Linked DNA regions of Anas platyrhynchos: region 2 is linked to region 1. Evidence: chromatin contacts called from public Hi-C data. All regions are on one chromosome and are shown on one strand. The core of a region is the stretch at or near the end of the contact, and the rest is flanking DNA. Distances in the headings are between cores, read along the strand shown. Region 1 holds the start of ACAD10 (acyl-CoA dehydrogenase family member 10). Region 2 holds the start of CUX2 (cut like homeobox 2).

Region 1 (6,552 bases), core at 1,027-3,526:
TCTCCATCTGTCAAGCACATTCACGTATGAACTAGCAGCAGAAGCCTTTCAGCTGGCCTTTGATTCTCTGATTTCTCATCTCAGGTGATCCCAGAGGTGTCTTCAGATCAGAAAGCTATGAAATATGGAGGAGGAGGCTGGTGGAAGTGAAGGCAAGTTCTGCTCACCATCCTGCCTGGGTAGCAGAATGATAACGGCAGTGAGAAGCCTGCCCTGATCAGACAGCAATGCTTCCCAGGTGGTAAATCCAAACCCTTCCTTGAAGGATTTATTTTAAAAGCTCCCCTTTCCTTACTGAACCACCAGGTTCCCATCTTGCAGAACCCATTTCCCTGCAGTCAGGAAGCACAAAGAGAGGAAGGGGTAGCTGGCTTACAATCTCAAAGCACTGCTGTCCCAGCTCCTGCAAGAACTCCACAGTCGTCAGCTCTCCTCTTGAGTACTTGAGAGAGGGACTGTTTTCCCCTCCAGAGGTTACAGCTTGTTGGATGGTGCCAGCTGGAATACAATTCTGGGCCTCCCAGTCTATGTAGAGAAAAGAAAGCCAGGAAAGAGCACATATGGCATCATCAGAACTGGGAAACTTGCTTCAAATCCCTCTGCAACCCTGAAACCTGACAGATAAGACTAATGAGAACCGATGTGATGGGCTGAGATAATTTACCTAGACACAGAGATAAGAGGTTTAGCATTTCCCCAGACAAAGCACCCCGTCTTTATTTTTGGCGTGGTACCCTTGGGGTAAAAACACAGCTCTTTGTGTCCTGCAGGGCAGTGCCAACGTTAGGTGCTATCAACCAGTGCCATTACAGGGCCGATTTATCACCAGAAGTGGCCGGGCCCTGGCCTGGAGATGTCAACACGGTTGCCAGCTGCTGACAGTTCTAGCGCTTCTGATGGCGCAATCGGGAACGCTGCACAGCGAGCGGTGACCATCGCAGCCTCTGCAGCTTCTCCAACATCTCACCCGCTGCAGAGCCAACCGCCAGCGCCATTTGAAGCGGATTTTACCTACACGCACAGGAACGAGAAGACTGGATGAGAAATGAGAGCACGCACCCGCGGCCGTCCTGTGTGGGGCCGGGAGGAGCACCCCGCTCGCGTCCCAGACCACGGCTCTGTAAGGGCTCCGGCCACATCGCATCCACCGGGCTGAGGCAGTGGGCGGCGGGGCCACGGCCCAACGTGGGCAGGGGGAGCGGGCAGCGCGCCTCAGGAACATGTCCCGGCCCTGTGGAAACATCAAGGGGGTCACAGCGACGGCCGGGGCAGCGCCTGATACCCAGCGGGGCTCTGAGGGGGAACCGGGGCTGAGCTGCGGGACGCTAAGGGGCAGGTGGGAGGGGAAAGGACTGAGGCGTTTGGGGGCATTTGGAGGTGTTTCAGGGAGTTTCGGGGGTGCTTTGGGACATTTTGAGGCATTTTGGGACGTTTTGTGGTGTTTGGGGGCGTTTTAGGGGCATTTTGAGATGTTTGGGGGTGTTTGGCGGGGCTTTGGGGTGTTTTAGGGGAATTTTGAGACGTTTGGAAGTAGTTTGGTCCATTTTGTGGTAGTTTGGGGCGTTTTAGGGGCATTTTGAGGCATCTGGGGGCATTTTAGGGGCATTTTGAGGTGTTTGGGGACCCTTTGGGCTGTTTTGTGGTGTTTGGGGGCCATTTTAGGGCCATTTTAGGCCATTTTGAGGTAATTCATGGTGTTTGGAAGCTTTTTAGAGGCGTTTAGGACCATTTTGGAGCACCTTGTGGTGTTTGAGGGGCATTTTGGGGCACCTTGTGGCGTTTGGGGGGGCATTGTGGGCCATTTTGAAGCATTTCATAGCGTTTGGGCGCTTTGGGGCCATTTTGAGACACTCAGTGGCGTTTTGGGGGCCATTTTGGGGCACTTTGCGGCATTTGGGAGCTTTGGGGCCATTTTGAGACACTGTGTGGCGTTTTGGGGGCACGTTGGGGCCATTTTGGGGACACTTTGTGGTGTTTTGCAGCCGTTTCAGAGCCATTTTAAAGCACTTTGGGCCACGAGGCCCAGCCCTGCGGCCTGCCCGTGCAGGATCACAGCCCCCCCCCTCCCCCCCTCCCCTCAGGCCGGGCATTGCCAGGCCCCGGCTCCGGCTTCACCCCGCGCGCCAACTCTCGCGAGAACTCACCGCCAAACCTCGCGAGAACCACGCCAGCCCCCCGCGGCGAGCCCCCTCTCTCCCCACACCACCCAGCCCCGCCCCCTCGTGACGTCATCACGCCGACGTGACCCGGCGGGGTCAGAGGGGAGAGGTGCGCGAGGCGGAAGCGGCGCCTCAGAGCTCCCGGTGGCGGCGGCGGAGGAGGAGGAGGAAAAAAAGGAGGCGGCGGCGGGGCCGGGCGGGGCCGTGCCGGGCCCACCCATGAGCGTGTCGCTGGTGGTGATCCGCCTGGAGCTGGGCGAGCACTCGCCGCTGCCCGCCGGCTTCGCCTACAGCGCGGCCGGTGAGTGCGGCCTGCTCCCGGTAGGGCCTACACCGGGAGCTAGGCCTTGATGTTTACCCCCCCCCCTCTCCTCACAGCTCCCGACATGGCGGCGGACAGCAGCGGCGCGGCCCCGGCCTGCCTGCAAGGGAAGGGCCCCGGGGAGCGGGCGGCCATCCTGCACCAGCACCTGGGCCGCAGGGAGCTCACCGATGTCATCATCGAGACCATCCGGCCGCGGGCAGGTACGGGGAGGGGGTGTGGGGGGTGCCCGGTGCTGGCAGGAGCCTGCTGCTGCTACTGGGGTGCTCCCCGGTGGGGTCTGGTATCTAGAAAAGGGGGTCCAGGGGGTTGGTTGGGTTTTGGGGGGGTTTAAGGGAAGGAGTGCCCGGTTACAGTAGTGTCTGGGTTGTGGTGGTGTCTCTGATGCCCCCAGAGCAGCGCAGGAGGAGCTGACACCACGGCGCTCGCCTTGCTTGTGCTTGGCAAACCCGTCCAGGTTGCTCTGTGTTGGTGATGGCAGCTGGCAGGATTTAACCTGGCACCAAGCAGACCCCGCCTGTCAGGGTTTAACCCGGCACAGGTCAGAACTCGCACACCAGGGTCTTGCTACGGGCTCTCACTGGACTTTTGGCAACTCCCCAGAACCAAAAAGCTGAGCTGGGTCTCATTCTGCCACCTTCCAGGGGTACAGTTTGATTCCTCACAGTTCAACTTCTCAGTCTGGTTGCGTTCCTGCAGGCTGTGCTCAGGGAACAGTGAGCGTTTCTCGTGTGTGGTTAGTAATCTGAAAGCTTCTGGTTTGTAAAAGATGAACCAAAAGGTGCCGTGGAAGGAAGGAAATCTTCGGAGGCTGCATCTGCTGAGGACAAAACCAACCCCGATGAGCAGAGCAAAGAGCGTGAGGCTGCTCCGGACTCGCCTTCCAAGCAGCTCCCTGACCAGATCTCCTTCTTCAGCGGGAATCCGTCGGTTGAAATCGTTCACGGCATCATGCACCTGTACAAAACAAAGTAAGGATGCCTGACTCACGGCAGCTCCCTGGGAGCCACGCTCCTGAGCCGTGAGGCCAGCAGGAAGGGCGGGTCAGTCGCCCCGGGCTGTGGCAGGCAGGAAGGGTGACCCAAACCCACGGGCCTGGGGTGGTGCTGGAGCTCGGGGTTGGCTTGGAGCTGGCTGTAAGAAATGGGGTTCCTAAAAAAAGGGAAAAAAGCAGTTTCTCGAGGGATCCTGCAGTTGAATTGTGGTCTGCAGGGTCTTGGCGGCAGGCCTGAGGAGCTCCCTGAAGCAGGAGGCTTCGTCCTGTGTTTCAGGGCTTATAATTCCACTCCCTTTCCTGGCAATAGCACGAGAAATTCCATTTCAGATCTGCCTGAGAGCTGTCAGGAGACACAAAATGAGCATTTGAAATGGGAACAAACATTGCTCATTTGTTCTAGGAGTAGTTCTGAGTATCTGTGGCTTGTCAACTTCAATTGTTTTTCTCAAAAACAGCTGTCAGGTTATTCCTGAAGCAGCCATTATTTATTGGAGCTGCTGTTTTAATCCTTTGCTAAAAAGTGAGAGTTTCGTGTGGGTATTAAGGACTCCCAACAGCCCCTTGCTTCTTTGTAACTGTTCACAAACATGCAAAAGAGCGTTCAGGGTGACAAAAGAACTGTCCTAGTAGCTGCAGCTGTGGGAGGGGTGGTAAAAGCTGTGCCTTTGCCCCCCCTGGAGTGACGTGAGGCCGTGTAACCGTTCCCTTCGCAGCAAAATGACCTCCCTGAAGGAGGACGTCCGGCGCAGCGCCATGCTCTGCATCCTCACGGTCCCCGCCACCATGACCAGCCACGACCTGATGAAGTTTGTGGCTTCTTTCTACGACGTCATCGAGCACATGAAAATCATCCGGGACTCCACTCCCAACCAGTACATGGTGCTGATCAAGTTCAGCTCCCAGGTAAGAGCTGGAGGCCCCTGAGCCTCAGGAGGGCTCTACAGCTGCTGGGTGGCTTCACTGGCCAGCTCTTAGCCAACCTCATGGTTTATCCTCAGTGAAACAGCTCTGTCCTAAAGCCCAGCACCTCCCTGGGGCTACTGGCTGAGGTTCTTCCCACTCCCTGACCCACAGGGAAGTGTCTGCACGGTCTGTCCAGCCTATTTCTTGTTGGCAGGGGATTTAAAAGCTGTTAGGCATTACCTAGACGCCCTGTTCTCTGCCATCAGAGCACATTCAGGGTGGTGCATTGTGCTGTGCTGAGCAGAAAGACCCCAGCCAGTGGGGTTTTGATTCTGTTCTAGGAAAAACTTGGTCTGCTGAGGAACTGTGCAGCGGGAAAAGGATGGTCTGACCCCAAAACTGAGGGCCTTGGGGATGCAGTATTTGTGTGCAAGCTGTGCTACGTGCAGTAGCTGTGAAGATGCATTTTGTGTGTCTCCCTATCCAATTTCAAATACCTAGCACTGAACAGCCTCAAAACCATGAACAAATCACCCTGAAATCCCTGCTAAGACGAATCCCCACAGCCCTGTTCCCCAGTGACCCCTAACGGCTGCCTGCAGGTAGCAAAAACAAATCTCCTGGGCTTTTAGTTATCTGCCTCATGTGACAAAGAGCAAGGGAATGTGGCATTTGGCTCTCAACGTGTGTGATTGTTGGCGAGGTGAAGGGTCTGGGGAGGTTACCCCCTGAAAATGGGTGACATTTGGTGGGGTTGGGTTTGGTTCTGCCTCTTTGCAGGTGGCTCAGAGCCTGCCGGAGCTGCTACAAGTGGATGGATTCCTGCCCTCACTGAGCCTCTCCCTTTCCCTGACCCGAGTATCGGTGTCCTGCGACGTGGCCCTCTGAAATTTTCACAAAGAGACTAAATTTGCTTTGCAAATGCACTGAAACCGCTGACAGGGAGCGAAAGAGATGCTGAAGGGGAATCCGTTATTCCTGCTGAGTGCTCAGATGCTGGAGCTGCCTTCACGGCTCCGCGTCGTGTCCTCGGGTGGCAGCGCTGAGCCCAGCCCCAGGCTGAACTGATTCCCTGAGGCTTGGTGGAGGGGAGAGGAGAGGACGCAGCAGATTTCTCCTCTCCCTTGGCTGTCTCAGCTGCAAGCCTTCTCTTTTTAACGCCTTCCCTTGTGTGTACAGGCTGATGCAGACAGCTTCTACATGGCGTGCAACGGCCGGCAGTTCAACTCCATCGAGGAGGACGTGTGCCAGCTGGTGTACGTGGAGCGCGCAGAGGTCTTCAAGTCAGAAGATGTAAGTTTTTTTTTGTTTTCCTTTCTTTTCCCCTGAACTTTGGAGGCTTAACAGAATTATTTATGCTGGACAGAACGCTGCAAGAAGCGCTTCACTGCTTCAATCCAGAGCTCGTTTCACATTCCAGTGCTGTTCCTACTTGGGAGAGTTTGTTTGGTGGCTCTGTAGGCTTCGTGCCTCGCTTCTGCAGTGTCTCTGACCTAACCCTGCCAGGTGCAGTGGTCTGGTGGATCCAGAAAACGTGGTGGGACAGCAGCAGCCGCACTGATCCTGCACTGCCGTGAGGCTGTGCTCTGTGGAGTGCTGAGTTGCCTTCTTTTCTGGTAAATTTCTAACTGCTTTATAGACTCACAGGATCACTTGGTTCTGTTTTTGTACCCCAGTGCCAGCAGTAGTGAGAGACGTTTGACTCTTCCTGTGTGGGTGCTTCGTTTATGGTGACGGGAGGGTGCTGAGCAATTTGTCTCCCCTTGTTCTTTCGAAGGGCGCCAGCCTGCCCGTGATGGATCTGACCGAGCTGCCAAAATGCACGGTGTGCCTGGAGAGGATGGACGAGTCCGTGAACGGGATCCTCACCACGCTGTGTAACCACAGCTTTCACAGCCAGTGTCTGCAGCGGTGGGAGGACACCACGTAAGAGGCTTTTTTTTTTTATTTCCACATCTAAAACCCTGCTCCGATTGTGGTGGCTCCGTGCTGACAAGACCGGTTCCTCTCATCAAAGTGTGGGGGCTGGAATTGCTGCGAGTTCTGATGCTCTTTTCCTTCCCATTAAGGGACTCCCAGGGAGAAATCTCCCAGCCAAAAGTAATTGAGCGATGTTTCCTGTGAGCCTCACTGCTGAGGCAACGAGGCAGCTGTAAAGTGATGCAGATTGT
Region 2 (6,552 bases), core at 2,908-5,407, 160 kb after region 1:
ATTATTCAGCCACAAGGTAAAAAAAGAAAAAAAAAAAACAACAAAAAAAAAACACAACACGTTACACCTCAGGAACTTGAACTTTCTGCCCGTGGTGAGGCCGAGGGCCAGCAGCAGGTGGGAGCAGTGTGAGGCCACCAAGGTTTCAGAGGAACGGGCAGGGGCATCAGCTGCCCAAGGGTGGCTGCGATGTCCCTGCGCGGTGCCACACCATAGGGACAGGCACTGCTGCTTACTGCACACCTTGAGCTACAAGGAAACAGGGCTTCTGGGCGAAGGAAAGAAATGCCCCTGCCAAAAGACAGGCTGTAGGGTGCAGCAGTGACAGCAGCCAGCAGAGAAACCCCATGGGAAAGCACCAGGAAGGCTTCCAGGGGAGCGCACGGCTATCGGGCACCAGGGAACCCAGGCACAAGACGGCCGCCTGCAGAGAACCAGGCTTCGTTATTTCCACTGCTGCTAAATTTGCATTAATTTTCCAAACACCGTCATTCTCCAGCCCACGTCCCACCTGCCTGGCGCACGGGGGGAAGCTGGAGCCACCGGGAAGCCCCAAACATCTCAACCACCCAGCAGCGCCCCGAGCCAGCCCCGCAACGGGCACAGGATTTGCTCACCCACCCTGAGATCTCCGCGTGGGAAGGAACACCAAGGCTTACGAGGGGTGGGAAGCATCGTCCCCTTTCCCACCGAGGAGCTTCCCATCCCTTGACAACACAGCTGAGCACCCTACAGACCCACCACAACCACAGCGTGGTGGGAAAGAGACACAGCGGGGGCTTCCCCAGCCCCCAGCACCATCCCTGAGCTCCTTTGGGCTCTCCATGCCCTAGCTCCTCCCTTTGCCCTTTGGGCACGGTGACCCCTGGCACCTGCCCACCCTTCAACACCCACTCCTTGCTCTCCTTGCTGCAGAGGACACCTCTGCCAAGCGGGGGGAGCAGGGATTTGCCTCCATGCCACAAGGAACCGGTGCCCATTGCTGGGTCAGATCCACCAGCACCCATGTGCCGTACCCCAGGTGAATTTTGATTTGGGCCTCCGACGGGCTACGAGCACAAACTGAAACCGTTTCGGCAGCACAGAGAGCTTGAGGGTGCTGGCAGGGCTCTGGAGAGGCTGGAGGAACCCAGGAGATCCCACAGCTCCCTCCTTTATAGCCCCAAAACCACGCAGACCTGGGGGGGGGGCGAGGAAGTGAAGCTCCCCTGCTCGGAGCCCAAAGCAGCGCCGCCAAGTTTATCAGTCCAAGCTTCAGGAATTAAGCTTCAGCCAAGAGGACTGATAGCTTATTTACTGCTGTCATCTATATAAAGAAGAATTTTGACACATTGTTAAATGATAGCACATTTAGATAAGTCAAGCTGTCATATCATTTAATGGATGTCTAAACTCCCTCTGTAGCTGATATGTAAAATTTATGCACTTCAGAATATCATAAGGTTATAATATTTTAATCACATCCACATCTTTTTTTTTTTTTTTCTTTCCCTTTCCTCCCCCTAAACTTGGAGAAGACGCCAGCCACCGCAGCGGGCGCGCGAGGCTGCCGGCGCGCCGCGATCCGGCAGGGGCAGCGCCGAAGTTTCTGCCCAAGTCCCCGCCAAGTCTGCTCCTCCACGCGGGCACGCAGCGAGCGGGTGCATTGCAGGGAATAAAGCGAGCAGCGTTTCCTTTGACGAAGCCAACGCCGGAGCCATGTAGCCAGAGCTAATCTGCATAATGAGATGTGGAGACATTTATAAAAGATGGCTATAATAGGTCTCTCTCCCCTCACTTGCCGTTGTATTTATTATCCCAAATCAGCAGCTCGCAACTCTTCCCTTTTTTTTTTTTTTTTTGCTGTTTTAACACGGAGTGGGTTAGATTAGCATCCGGAATGCGGTGTGCGTAATCCGTACGGCGCTAAACCGAACATAATAAAACAAGAGCAAATTAAAGCACGGGGAAAAAAAATCAAGGTATGGAGCCCGTTATGACTATTACACACAAGAAAGCTGTAAAAAAATACTGCATTAGTAATGTACACAATAAAACAATCTCATAACCCAGTGAAATATGTCTGGTATTATCTTTGATAGAATTTTATCTCTTCTCATTTCCGAGACTATTTGCTGTAAAAAGGCTCGATGCCGTTTCGATCAAAGTGCTGCCGAGGAGCACATTATCTACATGTTTTACATATGCCCACCATTCATCAGGGCTGCTCAAACTCTGCCATTCCCAGCAAGCCCTAGGCCAGCAGAGCCGCTTAGACACATGCATTAAAGAGAAAGAAAAAAAGGAGAAAGGAGGAAAAAAAAAAAGAAAAGCTCTCAGAAGAAGAATAAATGGATTGTTTCCCTTCTTTTTTTTTTTTTCTTTTTAAATAGAGGGCATCAGGCCAAGCTGGCACAAGGTCACCTTTCCCACCGGGAGCCCGGGGAGGCGGCAGCACCGCTGCCTGGACACAGGTCCCCCACCAGCACCGCTGCCGTCCCCGCTCAGCGCCCACCTCCCCAGCTCCCCGCCACGCAAAGTTGCCCCTCATCACCTGCCCCGCTCCGCCGACCCCTTGGCAAAGTGCCTGCCAAGATTTGCCTTGAATTCCAGGTTCTGCACCCAAAAACTCAGCGGCGTGATGTACCCAGGGATGCTTTCGCAGCCGGGGCGCTCGCAGCCCTAATCCCTTTCCCACCACAATGCCATAAGCCAGCAGCGGTGGCGAGCCGGCTCTCCGTGCTACCTGCATGACTTTTAGGGTCGGCTATCGCAGACCCTAAAGCCGCTTAAAACCCAAAACGCATTAAAATGCCCAAACTGCCGATACGGCACCGGAGCTTTTACATCGCCTTGAGGTTTGTTTACCCCCCCCGCGTTTTTAAACTCCGGGCCACCCTGTGGGGGCCAAAAACCCCTTTGAACACCCTTGTAAACCTTTGGGGTTGGCTTTCGCCCCCCTTTTCGGCGGCACCTCTATTGTGTTAATTACCGGGCTCCCTTAATTGCCGGGCTCCCCAACACCCAGGTACCCATGGCAGGGGGGGGGCCGGTTGGGAGCACCCCCCGCGTCCCCCTCCCCGCTTTCCCTTCCCCTCCCTCCCGTTTAACAAAGGGACTTACCGTCAATTTCCCGGCCCCTCTGGCAGCCTACAGCTGGATAGCAGCAACCGTGACCTGCACGGAACCACAAAGGAGCTCTCCGAGATAACCGGATCCATCCCGGGGCCGCATCACATCGCCCCCCCCCAGCCCCGGACCTCGGAGCCTGACACCGCTCCCGAGAGAAACCGGGACACGGGGGAGGGGACGGGGATGGGGGGGGGGAAAAAAGCCCCCGGGAGCAGCCCCCGATTCCTCACGCTGCCTCCTCCAGCCCCCAATAACAATAGGAGCGCAGGGGGGGGGCTCCGGCCGGCCCCGGGCACGTCTCCACCTCCTCCCTTCCTCCTCCTCCTCCTCCTCCTCTTTCCCCTGTGCTACGATCGCGAACCGAGCCCCCCCCCAAAAAAAAAACCCTCCGAGCCCCCCCCCTCGTTCCCTGCTTCGCTTCCACCGGGCACCTGCGGCTCCGAGGTCGTAGGGGGGGGGGTGAAAACTTGGCAGCGGGGCTGCCTGGAGGGTTTTTTTTTTTTTGGGGGGGGTGTCCGTCTGTCTGTCCGTCTGTCTGTCCGTCTGTCCCCGAAGTTCAGCCGCCGCCCTCCCAACTTGCCGCCCGCCGGGGCGGGGCACGGAGCCGCCCCCCCCCCCTTTACCCTCCCCATATTTATCTCCATTCCCGACCCGGTGCCGGCTCTGTCACCTTGGGGCGGGGGCCGGGTGGCTCCATGCCCCCCGCTGCTGCTGCTGCTGCTGCTCCTCCGTGCTCCCGGCGGCACCGAAACAAAGAAGCGGAGGAGCCGGCGGAGAAGGAGCCGGAGCCGGTGGAGGAGGAGGAGGAGGAGGCGGCGGCGGCGGGGGATCAATTCCTGATACCTATCGATGGGGAAGGGCGGGCGGAGGGAGGGGACGGCGGAGCAGCGGGGGGAGGGCTGGGGGAGGCCGCCCGCCCCTTCTCCCCGCCGCACGCCGAGGCTGAGGCGCTCGGGGGCCGCCGCCGCCGCCGCCACCAACCTGCAGCCGGCGGACAGCGAAGCGGCCCCGGCACCCGGCTCCCACCTCGGCGGCCATCTTGGGGCACGGAGCCGGGGAGACGCCGAGCCCGGCCCGGCCCCGAGCCCGCCCGCCCGCCGGCATCGCCTCCACACGGCTCCGTTCCTCACAGGGGGGGAGCCGCAGGGCCCCCTGAGGAAAGTTGGGAGGTGGCGGTCCCGAGCTGGCCCCCCGGTGGGGGTGTGTGTGTGGGGGGGATCTTTACCCGCCCTCAAGGCTCCCCTCAAGGCGTCGTGAGGGTTTGGTGCTGGAAAGGGGGGGAATTTGGGTGTAAATCCCGCTGTGGGCACACCGAGCCCAGCAGGACAGGAGCTTCATGTGGATCACACCGGGTTTCACGTTTTGTTTTCCTCAAACCAAGGGGTGAAATGGGGCTGGGGGGTAATGGGGGTCACGGCGCTGCTGGCTGAGATTTGGGGAGCAGAAGGGATGCTCCGTCCCTGGCCAGGCAATAAATTCCTGCTGAGGAGCTGGCAGCGAGAGCCTGAACACCTACAAGAGCTCAGGAGGTGCTGTAGGGCCAGACCACATCCCATGCTGTGCCCTACAGGCATGGCTCAGGTCCAGTCCCTCTTTTCTCGCTCCTTTTTTACCCCCCTGAGCCAGGAGTGGGGTCCGGGAGGAGAAGAGAGGCACCCAACGTGACCTTGGCACGCCCTGGCCGCCCGCAATCCCACGATCACAAAACGCCCCGGGGCAGAGGAGCGAGTGAGGAGAAAATCAAAGTGCAAAAAATAAAAATAAAAACGATTTGCAGGAGCCGAGACAGTTGGTGTTAAGGAGAGCCTGGCTGCACCGCTGGCCCCTCACCGGGGCTGCCACCAGCCCCCGGTGCTGGGCCACGAGGGCAAACTCCACGCTGAACCCACGACCCCAGTGGCACCAACACCACAACAGAGGCGCCCAGGGCCTCTCACAGATTTTGGTTACCTGCTGTAGGACACCATCAGAGACAGGTGGTGGGCGAGGGGACCCTCCCCTGTGCCCGCAGAGCTGATCCGTGCCCACCGCGCTCCCTCTGAGGGCACGGAGGATCCCGCTCATCCATCAGGAGTAAAAACCAGCGCGGCGTCTTCGGCGAGCAAACTCAATTGTGGGCTTCAAAGGAATGTTTCTGTTCGGCCAAATCATTCATAACTCACTCCTCGAAGAGGAGAGGGGCTGCGCCCCGAGGCCAGCAGCGTGTCCCCAGCCACCTCGGGCACCGCGGGGACAGCGAGGGGACCCGGCCCTGCTGCCCCCCTGCCTCTCCTGGCCCCCCCCCAGCCCGGGCAGCGCCGCGGGGCGCAGGTTAATAAATCAGTTTGTCTCCAGAACGGCTCGCTTTGTGCGCCTGACAATAGCCCGTTGTAAATGGCAGCCCCTCGCCTCCTCTTCTGAAAGGCTTTTAATTAAAATATGGCAGGAGATTTTCTGCGTACTTAAAAATAATAAAATAAAAAATATAAAAAAAAATGTTGGGTTTCAGCACGCTCCCATTTCAGGCGTTAATTTATTCTCGCCTTCCTGTCATTTGTGATCCCCCCGATAAGTCCTTTGTACGGCGATCCGGCCCCATCAGGCGATGGGGGCAGCGGGTGCTTCATCCCCAGGGTGGGCAGGGGGACGCGGGGACCTGCACCTAGCCAAACCAGTGCTCCCAGTGCCCCCAGTGCCACGTCAAATGATTTAAACTGTTGCTTGACGGCGTGGCGGCCCGCTGCTGGAGGTGATTCCCCCTGCTTCATGATCAGCTGCCCTCTCCCCACAGCCTGCCCCTCTCCTTCCCACCCCCTTTCTTCCCTACCTCCCCCCTTACTCCCCTCCCTGCCCTTCCCCTTACCCCTCTCCTCCTCATCCTCTCCTTGCCCCTCTCCCTTCCTCCCCTACATCCCGGCCCCTCTCCCTTCCTCCTCACCCTCTCCCTGCCCCTCTCCTCCTCCTTTTCCTGTCCCTCTCCCTTCCTCCCCCCATCTCCATCCCTCTCCCTTCCTCCCCCCTCTCCCTACCCCTCTCCTTTCCTCCTCACCCTCTCCCTGCCCCTCTCCTCCTCTCCCTCTCCCCATCCCTCTCCCTTCCTCCCCCCATCCCCATCCCTCTCCCTTCCTCCTACCGCCTCTCCCTGCCCCTCTCCTCTCCCTCTCCCCATCCCTCTCCCTCCCTCCCCCGTCCCTGCCCTCTCCCCGTCCCCTCCCCTCCCTCTCCCCGCAGCCCCCTCCCCGCTCCCGTTACACCGGCGACACCTGGCGGCCACCGCGCCCCGCAGCGCGGGCAGGGACCGGGACACGGGGAGGGGGACAAGGGGGGGGACACACGGGGGGGGAGGACAAACAGGGGACAGCGGGGGGGACACGGCTGCACAGATTGGGGGTGAGGAGAGACACAGGTAAAGGCTGAGGCTGTGACACCGCTGGGAACACGGGGGGCACGGGGATGGGGACA

The links. Hi-C and Micro-C count contacts between places; a contact is called where the count stands out from the background.
Region 2: a Hi-C map of skeletal muscle shows a contact between it and region 1, with 2.5 times the contacts expected there. The contact joins the promoter of CUX2 here to the promoter of ACAD10 in region 1. A contact is called at or near these places in 2 of 8 Hi-C or Micro-C datasets (liver and skeletal muscle).

Annotation. Positions count from the first base shown.
Region 1 is chr16:2,138,270-2,144,821 of IASCAAS_PekinDuck_T2T, forward strand. ACAD10 (acyl-CoA dehydrogenase family member 10) reads right to left here and starts at 2,277. Exons shown (of 15, transcript XM_072024163.1): 1 at 2,145-2,277; 2 at 665-1,231; 3 at 377-525. The coding sequence starts at 692. BRAP (BRCA1 associated protein) reads left to right here and starts at 2,234. Exons shown (of 12, transcript XM_038187363.2): 1 at 2,234-2,460; 2 at 2,538-2,684; 3 at 3,251-3,452; 4 at 4,192-4,381; 5 at 5,561-5,674; 6 at 6,159-6,307. The coding sequence starts at 2,379.
Region 2 is chr16:2,300,243-2,306,794 of IASCAAS_PekinDuck_T2T, forward strand. CUX2 (cut like homeobox 2) reads right to left here and starts at 4,158. Exons shown (of 20, transcript XM_072024315.1): 1 at 4,093-4,158. The coding sequence starts at 4,149.